2 separate regions of the Oryctolagus cuniculus genome follow, and region 2 is linked to region 1. The links are chromatin contacts, called in public Hi-C maps. All regions are on one chromosome and are shown on one strand. The core of a region is the stretch at or near the end of the contact, and the rest is flanking DNA. Distances in the headings are between cores, read along the strand shown.

What was found. Hi-C and Micro-C count contacts between places; a contact is called where the count stands out from the background.
Region 2: a contact with region 1 is called in a Hi-C map of embryonic fibroblasts, with 5 times the contacts expected there. The contact joins two enhancer-like sites. A contact is called at or near these places in 3 of 6 Hi-C or Micro-C datasets (embryonic fibroblasts, skin fibroblasts and an unstated tissue).

Annotation. Positions count from the first base shown.
Region 1 is chr12:5,233,166-5,239,311 of mOryCun1.1, forward strand. No RefSeq gene overlaps it. Among named protein-coding and RNA genes, the nearest start is that of MCTP2, 1.0 Mb to the left of the region's middle. Within about 2 kb of position 3,121, at least 2 of the 8 cell types and tissues checked have an H3K27ac peak or open chromatin away from gene starts, as enhancers often do.
Region 2 is chr12:6,362,625-6,369,187 of mOryCun1.1, forward strand. It overlaps NR2F2 (nuclear receptor subfamily 2 group F member 2), which reads left to right. Exons shown (of 3, transcript XM_070053313.1): 3 at 847-2,312. The coding sequence ends at 1,121. Among named protein-coding and RNA genes, the nearest start is that of NR2F2, 14 kb to the left of the region's middle. Within about 2 kb of position 3,882, at least 3 of the 8 cell types and tissues checked have an H3K27ac peak or open chromatin away from gene starts, as enhancers often do.

The sequences.
Region 1 (6,146 bases), core at 1,871-4,370:
GCTAATCCTCTGCCTTGCGGCACTGGCACACTGGGTTCTAGTCCCGGTCGGGGTGCCGGATTCTGTCCCGGTTGCCCCTCTTCCAGGCCAGCTCTCTGCTGTGGCCCGGGAGTGCAGTGGAGGATGGCCCAAGTCCTTGGGCCCTGCACCCCATGGGAGACCAGAATAAGTACCTGGCTCCTGCCATCGGATCAGCGCGGTGAGCCAGCTGCAGCGCACCAGCCGCAGCGGCCATTGGAGGGTGAACCAACGGCAAAGGAAGACGTTTCTCTCTGTCTCTCTCCCTCACTGTCCACTCTGCCTGTCAAAAAAAAAAAAAAAAAAAAAAAAAAAAACATTGAAATAGAATTATCAATCATAATAATATTTAGAGAGAAAATAACCTGAGTATCTTATTGCCACCATTTATCTTTAGGAAAAAAATTCTTTTTGCCAATACGAAGGCTTGAACTTAATCAATATTTTCAACTAATGTATTAGTTATGGCAAACCCAAAAATTCAGGTCAACCCCCAGAAAGGCTACTCATTGAGCCTTATTGTCATCGTCACTGAGCCTGGAGCTGTGCACAGCGAGTCTGGGAGCTCCTTTAAGCGTTAACTTCCCTCTTCAGGTGACTGCACAGCTACACTTGTACCAAAGCTGCTGAGACTCATTTACATTATTTTAGCTCTATTCTGCTACCACAGAAAGGATGCTTATTTTAAGCACCAAAATAACAGCATCAGTGAAGAGATGGGCTCTGCCTCTCAGAGTGCTCCTGAGGATCATTCCAAGCGTAAAACTCAATCTTTTAGTTATTGATACTGTTTATTTCCCCAAGCTTAAATGCTTTCTGCCAGTGCAGAGTGGAGGAAGGATATACTGCAGATTGAATGCAGAATGTTTTAAAGTGAGTGATAGTGAAAAGGTCAGTTAACTAATGGGTTGGTATGTTGTGATGGCATGAAGGAATTATTTTAAATGATTTTCCACAGTAAATTTTCCAGATGTTTTGGCCATGGGCCAAGATAATTATTATCGCTAATCCACTGGCTAGCGTGTAGTTGATGAGCTAATTCACAGAGTTGGGAATCAGAACTTCATGTTGGGTTTTTGGTAAGTCATGTGTATTGTGTTTAAATAAGACATGCGTGTGTCCTCGCTGACCCAGACCAACAATGTGATGATTTTACATCATCAGAAATTAAATCTAAGAAGGAAAGATGCCATGTATGTTGTTTACATTTTCCCCTAAAGCAATCTATACTCATGACAGAAATTCAGAACTTCCGTCCTTTGGAAGTTTTCAGTGGAAACATTTAAAGTTCAATGCCCATTTTAAGTGGAAAGCATGGCTATATATCCCTCTCTTGAAATTAAAAATAGAGCTACAGGTTTTTCTTTAAACATTAAGAATATTCTTATTTTCAATGACCAAGAAATGGGAAAAGAATTGGCATTTGTGCTGTTGCTATTTCTAAGTATGAGAGTGCTGCTTAGGGTGCACTTGACATGCACATACTTTAGGAGACTGTATGTGATAAAATGCATCAATCGCACTCTATAAGACTTCTGGTTTTGTTTCAAACAGAAAGAGTAAAAATAAGTGTGGCGTTTCAAGCCTACTCAGGTAGCATAGAGAAAAAGTCTAGACATCGAGAAAGCAACCCTAAGGGGCCTAGGAGTTTTTTCGGGATACAGTCTGGTACTTACCTTCTCAGACATCACACACCCAATTCCTCTTTCACAGATCTTACTGACAAGAGGGGTATTACGGTGTTGCTGACATCAATGACCTGGCGTCGTTGAATTATTCCTTGCTTCGGTTTACAGAGGAATAAACTGGTAATTAATTATATATCAGAACATGAGAATCGACCTGGCAGTAACGTACAGGCTAAGAACGTTCTATTTACATATGTAGGTTATTTAAAATACGTCTTGTTAAATAAATATTTAAAATACCTCCTTATTTAGCTTATAAACTGTTTGGACTGAGGCTGCAGTGCGACTCTCATTGCAGAACGTTGGTGAGAGGGAGCCAGTGGCCACCGATCTGTGTCTCTGCCCGACCTGCACAATCGCCCCACACACGAAGGGCCCACAGAAGACCTCTTGGATGAAAACCACAAGCAACCATCCAACTCAGCACAGAGCTGTGTAGTGAAGGTCTGAATCTGTCCTCAGAAAACTTCTCTTTATCTTGAGGACAGGTACGGAGAGCAAAGGACCAAGGTATGAACTGACCTCCATCAACATGGCCACCTCAAAGAGGGGAGCTGGGAGTAGACAGGAAGAGAGGGAAACACATGGCTTCACAATACAACGTTCTCACTTCTGTCGGTCATTGTCTCCCTGTGCATGTCCAGAATTACTTTTAAAGGCTCATACAGTAAAATTCAGAATTCCATGGCTCTCTCAGAGCAATAAGGAGAACATGTGAGAACGCGGGGGGCAAACTCCTTGTCATTTGCAGGAAGGCTACAATCAAAATCAGCCAGGGGTGAAACCAGACGTCCGATGGATTTTAGTGGTGCCTGGTAGAGAGCTGTTTTTCTGGAGGCCCTGTCTCTAGCAAAACTCTCCTGCTCCCTGGAGAGCCGCTTGGTGCCCAAACACGGCGACTGCTGATCCACCAGGGGGAGCAGTACACCAGCACAAAACAAACCTTCCCCAAAGGAAGTCGCGCCAGGCGCCTCTTCCTCTCAATTTACACAGCTGACAGCGACCCTGATTTTTATCACTTCCACGAGTCGTGGCACTCACAAACCTCACACTGGTTTCTCATGCCTAACCTCACGCCGCGGGCGATGCAGTGTTCAGTCCCAGACACACAGGTATTTTTGCAGGATTTGAAAATCAGTCCTTGGACTTTATAGAAATCCCTTGTTTTATTCTAGAAAATCATTTAGTCTTTATGTGTACATAAGCTTTTAGGGACAAAACCGATAGCTTTGTGCGACTGCTTGTTCCAGTGCAGGCGCTGAATTCAGTAGCTGATCTTCGGGGTGTGTGAGAGAGACTCTCAGGGCTTGGAGCCAGGCCCCTACCTCAGCTTGCGGCTTCCACAGCTTCTTTCTTCAGCAAGCCCCTCATCTTTCCTCTGCCCAGAGCTCTGAGGCTGGGAAGGAAAACAGCTGTCAGAGAAAGGCCTGTGAGGGAGATAAGCCCTTTGTGTTCAAGCTCAGACTTCAGGCAGAGCCGTCCAAACAAAACAGCCGTGGACCTCAGCAGACCCTGGGTATGGACAGAGAACCCCAAACTTGCCGGGGGACACAAGGCAGCCAGAAAAGTAGACTAGTCCTGGAGTGTTCTGTGAAATGTTGCACAATGTGCTGGGGGAATTTGTCTAGGAGAGCCAGGTTTTATTCTGATAGAGGTCAGTTTTCTTTGTTCCTCCACCCTAAACCTCTGCCCTCGCATGTCAGCTTACTGCTCTGCGAGTCCCTGTTGCTTCAGGAGTGGAGCCTAGGCGGGCGGCTTCAGCATCATCTGGGAGCCTGTTAGAAGGGGAGCCCTGCAGGCCCTGTCCTGGACCCCTTGGGCCCGAATATGACTTTTAACTAAACTCCCAGGACCCTATTCTCCAGACAGGTCTGCTTCTACCAGGAGGCAGACAAGAAGCATCAAGTAAGATGTGGAGCGGTCAGAGTTATTCGCGTCCTTACGGAACATGCAGCATGAAACCAGGGAGTTCAGTCTTTGAAGGAGAATGAATTCCTTCTGGAACTTTCCAGCTCTCTGTTGTCTCATCTGTATCCCACAAGTATGAACTCCGTTGCAAAGATTAAATAACTGACACTCAGAGGATTCAGTTGACATTTCTTTCTCTTCTGAATTGAGTTTCCAATATATGAATATTAACCAGAGGTTTGGCTATTAACATTTTTTCCTGCAACTGGACGATTATTCTTTCTCCTGCTAATTTTTTTTTGTTTGTTTTATTAAGTCTGAATAAACCATGAAGAACAAAATCATGATTCTCAAGTCATCTTATGTATTGACTTACTAGTTGCTTTGTTGAACGGCTTGGGAGAGAAGAAAGTTGAAAGAGCTAAAATCAACATTTGGGATTTTTTAAAAATGAAATTCCAAGTCCAAGTTTTATCAAGACTGTAGAGGAAAAACAGAAATTAACCCACTAAAAAGTACCTAAAAATGAGTGTGTGTTGGGGAGGGGGGCACAAACCAAATTCCAGCCAATGCATCTGTTAATACTGTTGTCTGAACCTTGTCCCTGCGGGATGAAGTTAGTGACAGGTATTTGTATGGTCGTATTATGGCACGTTGACTGCATTTCCTGGAAGAATGGGGCCACAGTAGCCATATCCTACACTACTCGGTTTCCTTCTGGCCTTTGTATAATCTTTTTGCAAATGTTGTACTGTGATATTCTCAATTTTGGCATAAAGTGTTAGAAGGTAAAACTAACTTGGACATCAACTACTTAGTCACAAAGTTGGATGTAATTCCTTCTGAAGTACATCAGTTGTGGAGGACTTCCAACAAGGGGCTTGTTTTGTGACAGGGTGGAAGTCCAGCCTGTCAGGCAAAGGGAAGGCTGGTCTCAGTCTTTCATTCTGGTTCTGCCCAGGCAAGAATAAGACATCCAAAGCCTACAAAAAAAATCCAAGGAACTTCTCAGTGAAGTTCTCAGGTGCAGCTGGAGGGGGAGGGTAAAGGCAGTGCTGACACTGAACGGTTCCCAGGGGAGCTTGACTTCTGGAGGGAGCTTCTGTCAGGAGACAGCTTGGCTCAAGGTCTCCTTTCCTGCCCTTCCAGATGGCCTTCCTCACACTACTTTCCCCTCTGGGGTCTCCCATTCCATTTTCAAAGGAAATTGCCACATTCCAAAGCATGAACTGAAGGGAAGTAGTCACTCATCATTCCAGACCCATGTCAAAGGGACCCATCCGTTGGATAAAATATAAGCAACTTGGTTATTTACTCCCCCTTCCTAAAGCAACTTCATTGTTTCATTGTGCGGTCTAGATGATTTTGTTAGAATTCACTTTATGTCCCAGAACATTGCATTTGATCTGTCTGAAACTCCAAATACAGTGCAGTGCCCTCTCCTCCCTGCCCCCCAAATTCATATTAGCAGCTTCTTTTGGGACCCAGCCATGGGAATACAAAATTGTCACAAGAATGTCTGATTTATTAGTGTTTCATCTTTGATAGAAATGAAGGTCATAGGCAGAGAGAGGGAGATGGTTCTTATCCTATTTCAGACTCCTTGTCAACTACAAAAAGGATGAGAGTCTCAGACCTGCCCAGTCTAACCTGGCTCTGCTTCGATGGGCAGCCAGTAAAAGTGAGTAGGCTGTTTTCAGGATACTCTCAATGATTTGATGCAAGAATTCTTTGAAATGGAAGGCTTTTGCTCTTAAGAACACAGATATTCCAGTTCCTCTCAGGTTTCTTATTTTTCACAACCAAAATCAAGGGAGAAAAACTTCTTGTCTCTGTTGTCAAGCATTAATATACAAGCTGAATAATTAGTATGAGTTATCGCTGGTCTTGTTCTAAGCCATGTAGCCACATTCACAAATATCAAAGTACTTTGCAAGATGAAAACAACCTCAGACATGTAGGAGTGAATTACTGCCAACATCTAGGAGGAAAATAAAATGTCTTTCATTCCATCTCTGGACAAATTTCTTTGGAACAGGACTTTTACTGGAATGGAGTAAAAATATGAAAGTTTGAATATAGTCCATAAATGTTTTTAATTGGTGTCCTTTGGGTCTTCTAAAAATAAAAAGAAGAATAAAATATTTAGATGGCTTTGGGACTAAGCCCTTCTCTTATCTCTTGTCCTTATAAGTATCCCCAGTCTGCAAAGCACAGGGATGAACCAGAAGAATAATCCTCGTGATCCACCTCTAGGTAAAGTGGCTTTCTGTGACCCAATTATGGTGTATCTTACCCCAGTCTTATTTATACGACATCTGCAACAAAAATACAGGAGAAAGAGCTCAGAAAAATGAAGACTCATCAGCAAGAAAAGGAACTTGCTTTCTGGGGAATCTAATCGTCACAGCAAAGTTCATTGATACTTCTTTGGTATTTCCTAAGTAGATCTCACTCTGAAATCTTCATGTAGTAATAGAACCACAGGAAACGTTCCCTGCTGAACTATTGTAAACAGTTAACTACTTCTAA
Region 2 (6,563 bases), core at 2,632-5,131, 1.1 Mb after region 1:
CCCGAAAGGTCAGGTCACAACCTGAACCGCCTTCACCAAGAAGCCTCTCATTTCAAAGGCACTTACTGTATTTTCACGTATCAGAAAAAGAAAAGTGTTTTCCTGAAGATAACAGGGAGGGGGGTGTGCTTCTTGGAGAGACCTGGGTTTAAAAAAAAAAATAAAGGGGGGTGGGAGAAAAGGGAGAGAGAAGAAAAGGGGGGGAAAGAAACAGCTCAAATGAACAGAGAGATCACAGTTTGCATGGCTGCTTTTCAATGGGCTAAACTGACAAGATCAGTTTTAAAGGGCCACTTAAATCAGTTTCAAAGACTGAAGAAAAATGAGTCGCCCTCTTCGGGGAGAATCTGAGGCTGGGTCGTGGACGCCATTGCTCGGTGCTGGGCCAGGTTGTTGCCCCCCACCCCGCCCCCCAGCCACCACCACCACCACACTGTATAATTATGAGCCAAACTATTATTTACAGAGGAGGAGGAGGGGAGGAGCACCGCGGGTTGGGCTTTATCTGTTTTGTCTGTTTACTGAGTTGGCCCAGAAAGACCCAGTGCACTTTTGCTTGGGCCTCTGAGTGACGCAGCCTGAGGACTAGGGCAGGGAAAACCTGTAGCACCGGGAGCAAAGACGGCCGGACCATCCCGTGCCCGTTCTCACTGCCCCAAACCACCAGCTCCAGCAGCACCAGGTCTCAGTGCACAGGCACTTGCGCCTGCTCCGGTTGGGGCAGTTTGACAGAGCACTGTGCACACACCTCATGTGACCCATTTCAAACCTCTTAATCTGATGACTGAATTCTTCCTCTTCTTCTTCTTCTGTTTCTTTTTTTTTTTTTTTTAAACTTTCTTCCAGATGCCTGTGGTCTCTCTGATGTAGCCCATGTGGAAAGCTTGCAGGAAAAGTCCCAATGTGCTTTGGAAGAATACGTTAGGAGCCAGTACCCCAACCAGCCAACGCGGTTCGGGAAGCTTTTGCTCCGGCTCCCTTCCCTCCGCACCGTCTCTTCCTCAGTCATAGAGCAATTGTTTTTCGTCCGTTTGGTAGGTAAAACCCCCATCGAAACCCTCATCCGGGATATGTTACTGTCCGGCAGCAGTTTTAACTGGCCCTACATGGCAATTCAATAAATAAATAAATCAAAATCAGAAGGGGGAGTGAAACAGAGAAAGAAAAGGCAAAAGACTGGTTTGTTTGCTTAATTTCCTTCTGTTAAGAAAGGATATAAAAGGATGTTACAAGTTTGCTAAAAGAAGAGAGGGGAAGAATTTAATGGACTGTGAATTTCAAAAAAAAAAAGACTGTCAAATGAACTTTTACAGAATGCATTAAAAAAAAAACTCCTGTGTCGGTCAGAACAACTTGCTACTTATCATTTTTGTATAAAAAGGAAATTAGTCTTTTTCTTTTTTTGGTAAATTTTTGAAAAATATTGCTAAAAGTGCATTTAAGGAGATTGAGAGAAAATTAGCAGAATGGAGAAAGTAAGTCTTTTTTTTTTCCAAATTATTAATTGTCCTGTGTCTATGTACCTCTAGCTGTTCTTTTTTTGTACTTTTCTGGTTCCAAACCAGTTTATTCTGTGGTTCTATAATAAGTTTTGATATAATCTTGGCTTCTTAAAAACTGTGTATCATTAAAGTATATGTTCTGCAAGAATTAAAACTGAGTCCATGAAAATATCATAGGAAGACATAAAACTTTTGAAAGGCAACTCAGAGATGATGGAAACGCACTTACAAGTGGTGACCAAAAATGTTAGGTGAAGTTGAGCACTCTTAATTAGAGAACGGGAGGAACCACAAACAACACTTAACTGCCCCCAGCCCCTCCCCCCAAAGACATGATGACAAACCTAGCTTTTTAAAAATATTTTAAGAAAGAGAATGAACTGTGGAATTTATTGGCAGCCAAGGAATGTGTCCAAGACACATGCTGAGGTTTTGAATAAAAACTGAACTTTTGTAATTTGAATTGGGTCCCTGCTTAGTTCTTGAATTGTTATGAAAATCCTATATCTGTTTGTATATTTGCAAACCCTTTGTATTATAATTGTTGATATTTTCCCTTTTTAAAAAAATACCATTGAAATCAGCATGACAAAATAACACTGTTGGCACTTATAGGTAACGTGATTGATTCAGTATCTTAGAGTTTACAGTTTGTGTTTTAAAAAAAACTGAAGGTTTTTTTTTTAAGTGCAACATTTCTGTATACTGTAAAAGTTATAATAACTGAACTGTTTGGTCGAGTCTTTGTGTGTTATATTCCAAGGAAAATTGAAAGTATTCAGAAATTAAAATATTATTTGATATCTGAAACCTGTTTGGCTGTCCCCAGTCACTGTTTTGCTTCGCTAAGAGCCCCTTTAAAGCTCTCTCTGAGCTGGGCCGGGGGTCTCCATTTGTTTACTCCCGTCAGACAGTTTGTTCAAAGGTGGACTAGTGTATTTGCCTGTTTAATTTGGGTGTGTGTGGGGGGGAGAAGCTGAAGTTAATGGTTTATCTATGGTTTAGGAAGTGGCATACTGATATAGTAAACCACCCCAATTCACCTAATCCTCCTTTTAATTAAAAATGGATTTTCCAGGAGAAAAAAAAAGGGGGCCCTTATATTTGTCACACTTAAGTGCCTGTTTAGGGAAGGTATTGTGAAAAGTATTAGAAATCTTGAGATCAGTATCTATTTTATGATCAGAAAAAATACCCTTTTGTACATTTCTGACAGTCATGCAGAAGATCAGTCAAGCAAGTTAATCACAGCCTTGTAAGTAGAGGACAGTTGTTTGCAATGAGGTGTATTCCTTAAGAAGGTGCGATTTTTAAAAATACTCTGTGGTTCTCATCCAGTGTGGTTGTTGAGAGGATCTCACGTTCAGTGATGGAGCGCTGAAGGGTCTGTTTTTCATGGATCTGTGATAACTTGGGCCTGCCTCTCCCCTCCCCCTCTACCTCCACTCTGTAAGAGCCAGAGCACAGGTCTAGGGAATCTTTTCCATGGGAGTTATGTACATAAAAACACTTCGACATTTGGACATTTCAGATTGTGTGGATACAATCTGTGCTGGTCTTGGGATCCTTTGTCCTTAAGAAGCCTAATTAAGAAAAAGCAGAGGAGGAAGGAAGGGGAGAGAGGGAGAGAGAGGAATGAAGGAAGGAAACTTTGCAGGCTGTGGTGATTTGGAAGTAGTAACTCTCTGTTTCAGTCTTCATTGGTGCCCCCACCCCACCCCCTCCCCCCTGCTACTTCGTTCTCAGTGCTGGGAGCTTGCAATTTTGCTCTTCTTCAAAATAGGTTTTCCAGGCTGCCCCCTCCAAACCCTTCACCGTGTTGTGGTTTAGCTCTCGGAGGGGGAGGTGGAAGAAAGGGGGATCATTTTACAAAGTGTGTTATGAACTTTGGTACTCACTGGGAGTCAGGACGCGGAGAACCGAGAACTCCGACTTGGGCGCCCGAGCAGGCCGGGCTCCGGCGGACCCTCAGCTCCGCTCCGTAGCCAGAGCTGCCTTAGCCTGAGTGCTCGCGGCGCAGCGCCGCTGACCTGTGGGTCGAGGTTTTGTCGGCGGTTGTTTATTTTCTCCTCTTGCGAGTGCTATCCATGAGTGTGAAGTTGCTCCACTGAGTAAAACACAGGCCCTTTTCCTTGTTTGTTTTGTGTTCGTTTATTGTAAACAGCCATTTGTTGTAAATTATTATTGGCATTAAATTATAATTTATGATGTTCAAAGCAAAAGACAGTCCCTGTTTTATTATGCTCGAAGCATGTGTTCCAGGCGTTGGAGCTCGCTCCTCTGTGTGCCGCTAAGTTTCAGCCAGGACCTGGGGGTCTGCAGGCAGGAGCAAAATAGGACTCAGCCTTCTCGAAACGGTTAAAACAAAACCCCTTGTATATGTTTAGAGTGACTGGAGGAGGATCTGTTTAGAGTCTTGAGTTCGGTTTAAGTTTATTGCATTTAAAGAAAGTTTTTCTTTTCACGCTGAGTTAGAACAAAAGATCTTTGCTGCGACTGAATTGGACAAAAGGCGAGGGCTGGGACCCAGTGAGTGCGTTCTGTGTGAAATTGACGAGATCTTTAAAAAAAAAAAAAGCTGCTAAACATGGCGACTCTTTCCCTTTAAGTGTCTCTTTTTCCTTGCTGGTTTTTTTTTTTTTTTTCCTCTCTCCATCTGATCTGAGCTCGCTTTATTTCTTTTCCCAGCCCCGCTCCCCTCCTCCCCTTGGCGCTCGGGGGTGTGTGCGAGCCGGGTGAGACGCGGAAGGCAACAATAGTGGGAGCAGGGCGAGGGGCGGCCGCTGCCCGGGCCACTTCGACTCAGCCCCAGGCCGGCGCCCGCTCGCGCGCCTCGCAGCGCAGCCCGCGCCGGGGGCTGGGGGCCGCGGGCCGGGGCCGGGGCGCCCGTGCGGGAAGCGCCCGCCGCCGTGCAGCGGGAGCCGGCTTGCGCCTGCGGGGAGTGCGGGGCGCCGGGCGCGCGGAGCCGCGGCTCCGGGCGGCGCGGGCGGCGCGGGCGGCGGGGGCGGGGGCTGGCCGCGGGGCTGAGCGTGAGAAGCGGCCTCGGAGCTCGCGGTGGACTCGGTGCTGTGAGCGCAGCCAACATGGCGTCTCCCATTGCACGGCGAGCGCCGGCTGCCAGGCACGGCAAGGGCCGGGTAATGGGAAACACATTGTGGTGACCAAAAGGACAAAAAAAAAAAAAAGGTGTGGGGGGTGCAGGCGGGGGGCGGGGGCCGCTGAAGGCCGCTGCGTCCGCAGGCAGAAAACCCTGCACTCCTCTGGCGGGCCAGGGAGCGCGGCCCTGGGTGACTACGTAATTAAAGTAGCCCGGGTCGTAGGGGAAACGCTGGCACCTCGGACCCTGCCCCCAGCCCCTCCCCAGCTTGGCTTCCGTGGAGTTGATTCCGTGTCTCCTCTCCCCCCGCTCCCCCCCCCCCAAGAAACCAGGGAGAGGACTAAAAGTCGGCCTCTGCCCAAGATCCTAAGTGTTGGCGAGCTGTAGGGGGAGGGGAGAAGCCGGTATTTACAGACCCCGGCCCGTGGCCGAGCGCATCCACGCAGGGGCTGCGCCCGGGTTTTGCGCGGGCCGGAGCCAAGCTGCGGAGGGGGCGGACCGCGAACCCCGCCGGACGTGGGCAGGACTTGCTGGCGCGAGTTGCCGAGGAGGAGCGACGGCTAAGGGCTGGGGGCTCGGGGCTCGGGGCGAGCGCCGGCCGCGGGCCGGTTCCGGGCGGGTGGTCGCAGGCCCTGGAACCGTGCGGAGCCGTCGTGGACTGCGCCCCTAGCAGGAGCGCGTGTGCAGCGGAGGAGAGCGGGCGAGGGCGCCGGGGGACGGGCCTGGCCTCCCGGAGAGGGTCTTCTGAGGGCCTCTGCAGGACAGTCGCTGGGGACCGGCCCTCGGCCGACCCGGGTTGGCTGGACTCACCCTATGTGTCCAGTTCCAGCCCCGGCCTGGAGACCCGGGGAGGGGAGCGAGGTGCTCTCTGAATTCCAGGCCTTGTCGAGATTTATTGAAGTTAGGTTGAAAAAACGTGCTTCAGATGATTTTTCCCATTTTCTCAGATTTCAAAGGCTCCCTGCAGTGCGGCTGCCTAATTAATGGTGAAATTCAACTAAATCTAATTATGCAGTAATTTTAAAGCAGTTAGTGCTGGGCGTTGGTTTGTAATAGGACCCCAGTTTTTTAAAGTTTGCTTACTGTGTTGGTTTAGGGGAAAGCAATCTTTGTGCGCACCTAGAGATGGGCACGGAGTTGTCCACCAGAGTTGCCCCCTGCCTCACCTCCACCTCCGTCTCCAATTCTAGCTGGTTGCTCTCCTCTCTTTTTTGTCTCTCAGCTGAGCGAGTTGCTCGCCCAACAAGGAGACCCCTGATTATTTCGAAGAGAAGGGGGCATCCTTCATACGGAGACACAAAGGGCTTGGTGTCAGCCCTCCTGGACACATCTGTACCTGACCTAAAAGACGGGGAGCGGACTCTCCTCTCCTCTAATAGAGAACAGATTTCCTCCCTTTAACATCCATTGTCATTAAGACCCAAAGCTGACTCTTGGAGTTATAAATCTTATCGTCCTTCTGATAACACACTTGTAATAAGTTAGCGTCCTATTCAAACTGAATTGTAAAACTGCCTCATTTAATATGGCATCTGTGTCATTAAAACTTTTATTTTTTTCTACACCCCCTTCTGCCCCCACCTCCCAGTCTTGGGGGTGCTCAGAGGCCTCTGCCTTCCAGGCCTCTGGGGTATGGGGGGTGGGAAGAAAGGTGTGAGTGATAGGCCGCCTACACTCAGCCACTGGACTGTAGAGTGGGGTGAGAGACGTGAGGCAGAGACCTGGGTGGGGGGTGATGTCCCCTTTCCCATCACCCCCCCCCCCAGCCACCCCCTTGAAATGAGGTTCCTTGCAAGAAACATGCTTGTGATTAGCTAAGCAAACACATCTGCTTTCGGAGTTGGGCCTGCGTTAATTAGCCGAACAAAGGGTCGTTTTGCTTTTTACCTTTTGCTGGGGGAGAGTGTGTTATTTCAGGAGTGTCGCGGGCCCTTCTCTTTTCAATTGCAGCCACGACGTTAATT